Linked DNA regions of Mus musculus: region 1 is linked to region 2. The links are chromatin contacts, called in public promoter capture Hi-C maps. All regions are on one chromosome and are shown on one strand. The core of a region is the stretch at or near the end of the contact, and the rest is flanking DNA. Distances in the headings are between cores, read along the strand shown.

Region 1 (4,752 bases), core at 1,049-3,548, 1.1 Mb before region 2:
GAATACTTGGCAGTCAGGCCTCTGCCGTCTTACATTGCTTTCAGCATTCCTACCTTGCAAGGTCCAGGTAAGCTCTGAGCCCTGAATGACTTTTCTAACTTGTAGTTCCAAACAAACACAGGGTTATCCCCAGAACGACATAGTGAGGTCTGTCACAGCGGTACCCCATGACTCCGGAGCCAGTTTCTGTCCTAGTTAGTTTCCTGTTGATGGGATAAACACCATGACCTATAGAGCAACTTGGGGAGGAAAGAGTGTATTTCAGCTTACACCTGTGGTCCACCATGAAGGTAAGTTGGTCAGGAACCTGGAGGCAGGAATGGCAGCAGGGCCATGGAGGGCTGCTGCTTACTAGCTTGCTCCCCATGGCTTGTTCAGCCTGCTCTTTATACAACCGGGGGTGGGGGGTGGGGCACCTGCCTGAGGTGGCAGCACTTACAGAGGTCTGGCCCCTCCCACCTCAATCATCTATCAAGAAAATGTCCAACAGACTTGTCTCCAGGCCAGATTTGATGGAGGCATTTTCTTAATTGTGTCTCCCTCATGCAGAATAACTCTAGGGTATGTCAAGTTGACAAACAAAACCCCAAACCCCATGCAAGGGGAAAATGTTCCCTCCTCACAGACACAGAGTGGCTATCATCCATGTTGAGTGTAGACTGCTCAGTGGGGATGGGCTGGGGTCCCCTGTGCTTCATACACCCATGAATTGTCATTGGGAGCTTGTGAGGAGGGAGAGATAGATATTATTCATATATTTCCTCCAGTGAGGAATTTTGAGCAACATGGCTCCATCTTGGGGTGCAGCTGAAGGAACTGCACCCAGATGAGCTCATACCAGGAAGCTTTTCCCTTCTAACACAAGCCAAATGTCATATTTCGAGCAACTCCTCAGAGGCCCAGGACTTCTGAAGGCTTCCACATTGCCCCCCGCACCCCCACGTCTACCCTTGAGCTTGTGACAATCTGTCAGGATAAAAACTATTCCGAACAGACTCATGAGCCCCTCCCCTTGGCTGTCAGACTATGGAGATAATGCACCCCACGATTCTGGGATATTGATATTCCCAGGGGTTTCACACTGGGAAAAGAACAAAGCTGACTCCTAGAGCTGACCCAAGGAGGAGCTTGCATCCTAGGAAGAGATTCTGCACGGTCCTCATAGTTTATCAGACCACCTTGCAGAAGAGACTAGACGCAGACAATGATGGTAGGCGGGGCCCCGCTTGGACCAGGACTGCCTGGCTATGCACACTTCTTCCCCTTTATGTCAGCCTAAATATCTTGTTAGGACACAGAAGATGGCCTTGAGTAGGAAGCAGTCCCTGGGCCTCTGCGTTCACCTTCCCAACATGGCTATGTTGAATAAACTTCCTATTTTCTCCTCTCTGCGTGTTGCTTGTCTTTAATTGGCTTGTCGAGGACAGTTTGCTGAGCTTGGCTTGTTGGGGGGGCTGCCAGGGCCCAGACCTTAACTTGAGTAACAAGCCCACAGGGAAGCCTTGCAGCTGGGAAGCTGGGGTTGGAATGCAGAAGGACTCCCAGTTGCTCGGAAGAGCTTGAAGGGCAGGGCTGAAGAGCAGGGTGAGCGAGGCCTAAACGCTAATTCTGCCAGTTGCTATGATCAAGGTTGTGATGTTGGAAGCCCATGCGGTGGTTCTCAACCTTCCTAGCGCCGTGGCCTTTCTATTTCGTTCTTCACATTGTGGTCATCCCCAACCTTAAGATTGCTTTGTTGATGCTTAACTTAAATTTTCATAACTGTAATGTTGCTACTGCTATGAACCGTAATGGAATATATCTGCTATGCAGGATATCTGCAATGCGACTTCCCCTCCCCCCATAGCCTGGGAACTGCTACCATAGGGGTTGGGTTGCTTCTGTCCGCTAGGGAGAGCTGAGGGAAAGTCTCCCTCAACAGCAGGCTCACAGATTTACAGTTCCTGGGAAAGTGTCATCCTGCAGTCCTCAGCTGCCCTGCCAGTGAGTGTCCACCCTGGGTCCCCACAGAAGAGCCTGAGAGGATGAGGAGATCAGGACCCTGGTTCCAGGATGGGCACCTTTCCTTCATCCCCATGGGAACAGCTCTGGCCGGCAACTCTTCCTCCCCCACCCCAAGACATAGAACTTGATGATAAAGAGTCTAAGCTCCCTCCTCCATGCACACTCAGAAAGCCCGGCAGGCAGCTGCCCCATCCCCCGCCCCGCCCCGCCTCCCCCCACTCATCCACATCCTGTGTCCCAGGGTGGGATTAGTGACGAAGGCTGTGGTCTGGCATCCTGCCAGCAATCTGTCCTTCCGCGGCTGCTCTCAGGTTTCCATGTAGAGTCAGCACAGGCGCAGTTGGCCTGAGATGGCTGGCTTCTTGGAGAGCCTGCAGCCAGCCTGCCGTCAGCATCCCAGACCTTTCAACGGGTCCGTTCGGTGCTTTATCCACAGAGCCAGGGCTCTGTAGAACGCTTCTAGGTTTCCTACGCGAGCAACATACAGGCTGTTTAGCGCTTCCGGATCAAGGGGGGAATGGGGAGAGCCGAGATCCATGTCTTATGCCGGGCTGCTGGAGAAAGCTTCCGATTTACTGTGACGTTAGTCTATACGTTCTTGGAATTTCTTTACCGGTTGGTGGGGTATCCCTTTTTTTTTTTTAATTTGTTTGAGGATTATTCGTTTTTGCATCTATTGAAGACATTTGTCCTTAAAATTTTTTTTTTTTTTTTTAATTCTGGGGCTGGGGCTGTAGCTCCGTTGGTAGAATACTCGTCTAGCACACACAAAGCCCCAAGTTCCACCCACAGCATGGCATAAAACCAGGTAGGGTCCCAGCACCGACCAGGAGTTCAAAGTCCTTCTTGGTTATAGAGCAGAGTCAAAGCTATCTTGGGTTGCTTGAGATCCTCACAAAGTTATAGATTCTGTGTGATGGCTTAGATGGTTATATATCCATAACCCTAGAATTCTTTCTTTCCTTTTTCAAGACAGGGGTTTTCTATGTAGCCCTGACTGTCCTGGAACTCACTCTGTAGACCAGGCTAGCCTTGAACTCTATCTGCCTGTCCAGGACAGCCAAGGTTACAAGAGAAACCCTGTCTTGGAAAAACCAGAGGGCGGGGGTACTCTATTTTGATTTCTTGGGATAGGGTCACATGTAGTTCAGGTTGACTTTGATTTCCAGATAGCACCCCCACACCCCGCCTCTTCTTTATCTATTTTATTGCAGAGCCTATAATGCCTACTTGATGGTCAGGGTTTAGCTGAGCCAAGTTGAGCCAGATAAAGACTTTCATTAGCCTGGGCTCTCCTCTGAGCGGAGCCTCATGTCCTCAGTCAGCCCTCCCCAGCCCTGGCACAGAAGGGCTGAGCTGGCTGTGTGGCTGAGGAGGTCGCTACACTGGATTCTTCACCTTTCGACTGAGCGGATTCCTGGAATCTAAGAGCATGAAAACTCATAACCCTGCGGGACTCCCAGCTCTGTTTCTGAATTCTAGGCCCCATCTTACCCTCTGCCACTGCACTGCTTAAAACCCGGGGATGGGGAAGGAGATGCCCCACAAGGGAACCCCCAGACCTCCGTCTACCTGACAGCCTGTGTGTCTTCACACCCGGTTAGCTCTTCATCCAAAGCCTTCGTTTTGTCTCCTACATGGGATGAGCCTTGCTCAGATCTGGAGTTTCTGGGCTTTGCTTGATTTTCTTTGGACCTCCATCCTTGTACCCTTTCTTACACTGGCCTTTCTTAGTGGCCCCAGAGAAATGTGGCATTTAAAGTTTGTTTGTTTGTTTGTTTGTTTTTTGAGACAGGATTTTACTAGGGTAAGCTTGACTGACCTAGAACTCATTAGATAGATCAGGCTGGCCACAAACACATAGGGATCTGTCTGTTTCTTTTCTTTTTTTTTAGATTTATTTTATTTATATGAGCACTTTGTAGCTGTCTCTAGACACACCAGAAGAGGGCATCGGATCCCATTACAGATGGTTGTGAGCCACCATATGGTTGCTGGGAATTGAACTCAGGACCTCTAGAAGAACAGTCAGTGAGCTATCTCTCCAGCCCAATTTGTCTGTTTCTATCTCCTAAGTTCTGGGTTTGAAGATGTATACCCCCATGCCCTGCCATTTTCATATGTATGTGTGTGTGTTTGTGTGTGTGTTTATATATTTACATATATGTGTGTATATGTATATATAAAATTTTGTGTGTATGAGTATTTTGCCTGCATGTATGTCTGTGTACCACTTGTGTGCCTGGTGCCTGTGGAGGTCAGAAGAGGGTATCAGATCTCTGGAACTGGAGTTAGAGAGAGTTGTAAGCTGTTACATGAGTGCTAGGACCTAAATCCCAGTCCTCTGCAAGAACAGTCAGTGCTCTTAAACATAGACCCACCTCTCCAGTGCCTCTAACTCCTTTTGAGAAGAGTCTTATGTATCCAAGGCTAGTCTGGAACTCCTTAGGGAGCCAAGGATGGTCTTGAACTCCTGATCCTCTTACCTCCAGCTTCCCAAGGCCTAAGACTACAAGTGTGTACCCCACATTTGGTTTATGCCCTGCTTGGGGATTGAACTAACTCTCTCTCTCTCTCTCTCTCCCTCTCTTTGGTTTTTCGAGACAGGGTTTCTCTGTGTAGCCCTGGCTGTCCTGGAACTCACTCTGTAGACCAGGCTGGCCTCAAACTCAGAAATCTGCCTGCCTCTGCCTCCCAAGTGCTGGGATTGAAGGTGTGCGCCACCACCACCCGGTTCGGGATGCTTAT
Region 2 (5,086 bases), core at 669-3,168:
CATCCTAAGCTTCACCCTGTCACCAGCTTGCTCAGGGTCCTTGGGGTGTTCCAGGAAGGAAGGACAGAACACCAAGACCTCCCTGGAAAACTCCACCCAGGGTTGTGACTATCAGTTCAGGGACCACTCAGCTGCTTCCTCTAGGGGAGGAGGAGATGGCTACCTTTTCATTTCCAGAGAGCATCTTGGACAGAAGAATAAGGACTAGACAGAGGAGAGTATGGTAGTAGGCCTTCTCGATGGTCACCACCCCAGGGCCTCAGTAAAGGAGCCAAGCCTTACTCAAAGGCACTCACTCACTCAGTCAAACCTTCATGTACTCCCCACAGCAGCCACAGGGCAGGGGTCAGCCACCTCTCTTTGATCCACAGTCCCCAGAAAGGGTTTATTGCTAGTGTCACCTTCCAGGTAAAGAAACTGATATGGGGCTGGAGAGATGGCTCAGGGGTTAAGAGCACTGACTGCTCTTCCAGATGTCCTGAGTTCAAATCCCAGCAACCATACAGTGGCTCACAACCATCTGTAATGAGATCGGATGCCCTCTTCTGGTGTTTGAAGACAGCTACAGTGTACTTACATATAATAAATAAATAAATCTTTAAAAAAAAAAGAAGGAAAGAAAGGAAAGAAAGAAAGAAAGAAAGAAAGAAACTGATGGGGAAACTGTAGAACATTCCAGGTTGGTATCTCTACATCCACAATGACACTCGGCCACTCTCGGTCACCTTCCCTTGGGATACAATGCCCTGGGCAAGGATCAGGTCCACAGGCTGTCTCTCTTCTCAGTGTCTGATGGACACAGGCCAACAGCATCGCCCTCTCCATACTTAGCACCATCACTCCATAGAGCTTCGGGCCCCACCTCTTAGTAGGACAGCCAGAAAGGATGCCTGAGCCCTCCTTCTCCTAGGCTGCTATCTGTGAAGCTAGGTCAGAGCCAATGGGCCTGGGGTACCTGTTGCCCTGGGGCTTCCCTAGAGACTATGACCCAGAAACAGAAGGGAGCCGGCCACGCCCTCTTCCGTCCACTGCGTGAAGCTCCTCCCATCCTTGAGCTTTCCTTCCAGCAAAGCCGTTTCTGTCCCGAGGAATTTTAGGACTTTTTGTTTTTAACGAACTTGCAAATCCTCCTTATACCTTTTGCCAGCTTTTCTCATTCTGAAAGTAATCATCGCGCCAGCAACAGGTCAGTTAGGACCGGCAGGAACTGGTCACCATGAGGTCTGGGGTGTGGGGAAATGGCGTGGCGGAGTGGCAACTTTATCAAACAAAACTGGCTTTCAAGGCGCCGCTTGCACAACCCCCTAACAAGGGGAACACAAACAGAAGCCGAAAACTCCGATCAGAGAAAAGCTTAAAAAGCAAGCCTGCTGTCTGTCGGCCTCACCCCTCAGGTACCTACCACTATCAAGAGTTTCTAGACGCTGGCGGGTCTCAGCCCTGAGACGGCCAGGCACACACACGCAGTACCCAAGTTCACAAATCACTACGCAGGAGAAGCGTCCACACCACACATGCAGGCTTTGATCTCAAAGCAGGCTTAGGCAGCTGCCGCTCAAATCCTGGCTCCTGGGCTTTGCATAGTCTCGGTTTCCCACGGATCCCAGAACTCCTCTGCAGGGGAAGCAGGATTCCCAGCAGCCAGAGGCTATCTCCTCTTCCCGCCCAGCTGCCTCCAGCTGCAGCAGCCAACTCCTGCCTCACCGAGGTAGGCACAGGACATTGGCCGCTGTCCCCAAAGGCCAAACACCCTCAGCCTCAGCAGCACATCCTCGGGAGGAGTCCCTCCCGCTTGGACCTGGCCTCAGTTTCCCTTTTGGCTCCCCGCCGTCAGGGTCTCACGTACCCACAGCCCCGCTCACGCAGTCGCTGGTTGTTCCGTGAAGGACACTGCGCACAGAGGTTGGTAGCCGCTGACCCCGCCTCGCCCCGCCCCGCCCTGCGCCGCACCCGGAGGCACCCTGCCTTCCCAGGCCCGCCCTCAACCAGGCACCCCTCTTTTTTTCTCTCCTCATCGTGGGCCTGGACACAGAGGGGAGAGATGCATCGCAGACAGGCAGACAACGAATGCCACAGAGGTGGCACATGTTTGTATTTCACACCGAGACAGGAGGATGACAGTGAGCTCGCAGTCAGTCTGAGCTGCGTATTATATTCCCCCCCCCCCCCCCACTGTGCCTGGCTGAATTCTACCTATCATCTTATCCGTATTTTGTGTTTTTTGTTTGTTTGTTTATTTGTTTGTTTGTTTTAATGAGGGACTTGGGATATAGTTCCATTGTGGAGTACTTTCTGTGCACGCAAAGGCCCCTGAGTTTCAATCCCCAGCACTGCCCAAAATAAAGGAAAACAAAACTAACCGCTTTCTGCCTCTTGTGTTAGTAAGGCCCTAGGCGCTATGCCTGGCCACACCCACTTGCTGGCAGCCCTCAACCTCTTCCTGTGAGTCAATTAGAGTAGGCTGGCTGGGCAAGGAGCCCCACCAATCTGCCTGTTTCAACCTCCTGGGCCCTGGGATTATAACTGTGTACTACTATACCCAGGGTTTTAACACAGGTTCTGGAAATGAAACTCAGATCCTGGTGTCTGCAAGGTAAAGGTGAGCATGCGACCCACTAAGGTATCGTCCCAGTCCCGGGCTTCCTGTTCTTAACCAGCAGCACAGCAGCCGAAGGCGGTCTGATTGAGACATCTCTCAGCACACCTCTGCAGCCTTGCCAATCCCTGCGGCAACGGCTCTACATGCCTTGTACGTGCCTACAGCTTTTCAGTCTCTCTGCGCCCCTCTGGCGTACCCTTGTCTGCCTCCTGGATAGGTTTCACGTCCTATTGTGTATTTGCAAAGGATTGACTGTCACCGGGAAGGGGGAGAGGGAGCTGGGGGAGGGGATCTATGGTGGAAATTTAGTCCCCGTTGTGAAGAATCAAGAGGTGAAACCAAGTGGGACCAGGTGGACCTTGAGGTGACTATGTCCCAAGGATTCACGGTGTGGCCCCTATCCATTCACGATTCATTCAGGAATAGATCCATCGGTTATCCTGAGTGTAGGTCTGGTATCAAAGCCAGCCAGTGCAGGTTCTCGGATAGGGCCCCTCTTGTCAGATGAAGCCCTACATCCCTTGGATTCTGTAGAGAGTCTCCACCAGCAAGGAGGCTCTTGTGAGATGCAGCTTCTGACCTTGAACTTTACAACCCTGAGGACGGTAACTTGTACTCTATATAAATGGCCCAGTATGTCATTCAGTGATAGAAACAGAAAACTAACTGAAGCATCTTCCCTCTCAGTGGCTCATTTTGTCTAGGTTGGCTAGTCCTCCTAGAGCTCTTGCCAGAGTCCCTCTGTCCTTCAGATCCTTGGAAGTGGGTTGTGGTCCAGCGGCCTCATGCTGTGTGTTATGACATCAGTATGCAACTGTATACATCTCTGGCGCACTCGACTGTTGTTGCTACTACCTTCTTGCTACAGCCTGTGGATGTAAATTTGGGCTGCAAAGATTTGAAATTTTACAAGCACAGCCTCCTATGTGAGTTTAAACTTAGTCCACTGAGCCAGCAATCAAAGGACCTGACCTTTTTATTTTTTGTTTTACACGTGTGGGTATCTTACCACATATATGTATGCGTACCATGTCTGTGCCTGGTGCCCACAGAGGTCAGAAGAGGGCCTTGGACATCCTAGAACTAAAGTTAAGAGATGGTTGTGAGAGCTGGGCGTGGTGGCGCACACCTTTAATCCCAGCACTTGGGAGGCAGAGGTAGGTGAATTTCTGAGTTCGACATCACCCTGGTCTACAGAGTGAGTTCCAGGACAGCCAGGGCTACACAGAGAAACCCTGTCTCAAAACAAACAAACAAACAAACAAACAAACAAACAAACAAACAGATGGTTGTAAGAATTGAACCCAGCTCCTCTGGAAGAGCAGCTAGTACTCCTAACTGCTGAGCCATTTCTCCAGCTCCCATTTTTGTTTAATCTTTATTTTTGGAGTCTCCTGTATAATCCAGGCTGGCTTTGAACCCATGATCCTGACTTCTCAAGTGCTGGGGATACAGACATGCACCATCATGCCTGGCTTCCACAGCCCTGACAGTGTGGAAGGCCTCATTGTTACTTTTCAGACCTGAATTTTTTTTTTTTTTTAACAGTTTCTCGTCTTTCGTTTCCTCACTTCTCTTTCTGGAATGCCTGTCACTCAAGGCCCTGGACTTCCCGTGTTGCTCTTCTCGCTCTCTGTTCTTGCTTAGTTCTTCTGTTTCCCTTCTTTAGTCCTCCCCCTCCCCCCAGTGGTTTCTTCTGGACTCCACTGAGGGTTTCAATTCTGCCCAGCCGTTTGCTGTCAATCACTGCCCATTTTTATCTCAGAACCCCACTGTCCTACCTCCTGAAGAGATCAGTGATATTCTTTTAATTACCTTTTTGTAACATTCATTTATTTTGTACATGAGGTCAGTGGAGAGCTTGCCAGATGTGGTTTTCTCCTCCCATCATGTAGGTTCCAAGGACCAAATTCAGGGTTTCTGGCTTAGTAGCAAGCACCCTTACCCACAGAGCCGTCTTACTGGCCCTAAAGTTAATATTTAAAAACTGTTGTTTTCTTCTTTCCTCAGCTTCCAAAATCTATATGTTAGCTTTCTTTTCTGCCCATCAGAGGCTTTTCTTAGATGCATGGGAGTCCTTGGATGTCTTATCCCAATTTAAAAAATGTACAGGGCTGGTGAGATGGCTCAGTGGGTAAGAGCACCCGACTGTTCTTCCGAAGGTCCAGAGTTCAAATCCCAGCAACCACATGGTGGCTCACAACCATCTGTAATGAGATCTGACTCCCTCTTCTGGTGTCTGAAGACAGCTACAGTGTACTTACATATAATAAATAAATAAATCTTTAAAAAAAAAAATGTACAAAAGCTGGGCATCAGGAGATAGGCAGGTGGATCTCTGAGTTCAAGGCCAGCCTAGTCTACAAAGCTAGTTCCAGGACAGCCAGAGATACACAGAGAAACCCTATCCAGAAAAAGCCTGATGATCACCATCATCATCACCACCACCACCATCATCATCATCATCAAAGAAAAAAAATAAGCCTG

The links. Promoter capture Hi-C pulls out the DNA fragments that hold promoters and counts their contacts.
Region 1: a promoter capture Hi-C map of hippocampal neurons shows a contact between it and region 2, with 5 times the contacts expected there. The contact joins the enhancer-like site here to the promoter of Tspo in region 2. A contact is called at or near these places in 9 of 39 promoter capture datasets (the 3T3-L1 cell line, 3T3-L1-derived adipocytes, embryonic stem cells and 4 more) and 2 of 115 datasets of contacts at active chromatin or transcription factors (embryonic forebrain and pancreatic cancer cells).

The regions. Positions count from the first base shown.
Region 1 is chr15:84,651,932-84,656,683 of GRCm38.p6, reverse strand. No RefSeq gene overlaps it. Among named protein-coding and RNA genes, the nearest start is that of Prr5, 27 kb to the left of the region's middle. Within about 2 kb of position 2,298, at least 223 of the 459 cell types and tissues checked have an H3K27ac peak or open chromatin away from gene starts, as enhancers often do. A contact at or near this core is called in 3T3-L1-derived adipocytes, embryonic forebrain, embryonic stem cells and 3 more, where this site is marked.
Region 2 is chr15:83,560,405-83,565,490 of GRCm38.p6, reverse strand. It overlaps Tspo (translocator protein), which reads right to left and starts at 1,918. Exons shown (of 4, transcript NM_009775.4): 1 at 1,847-1,918.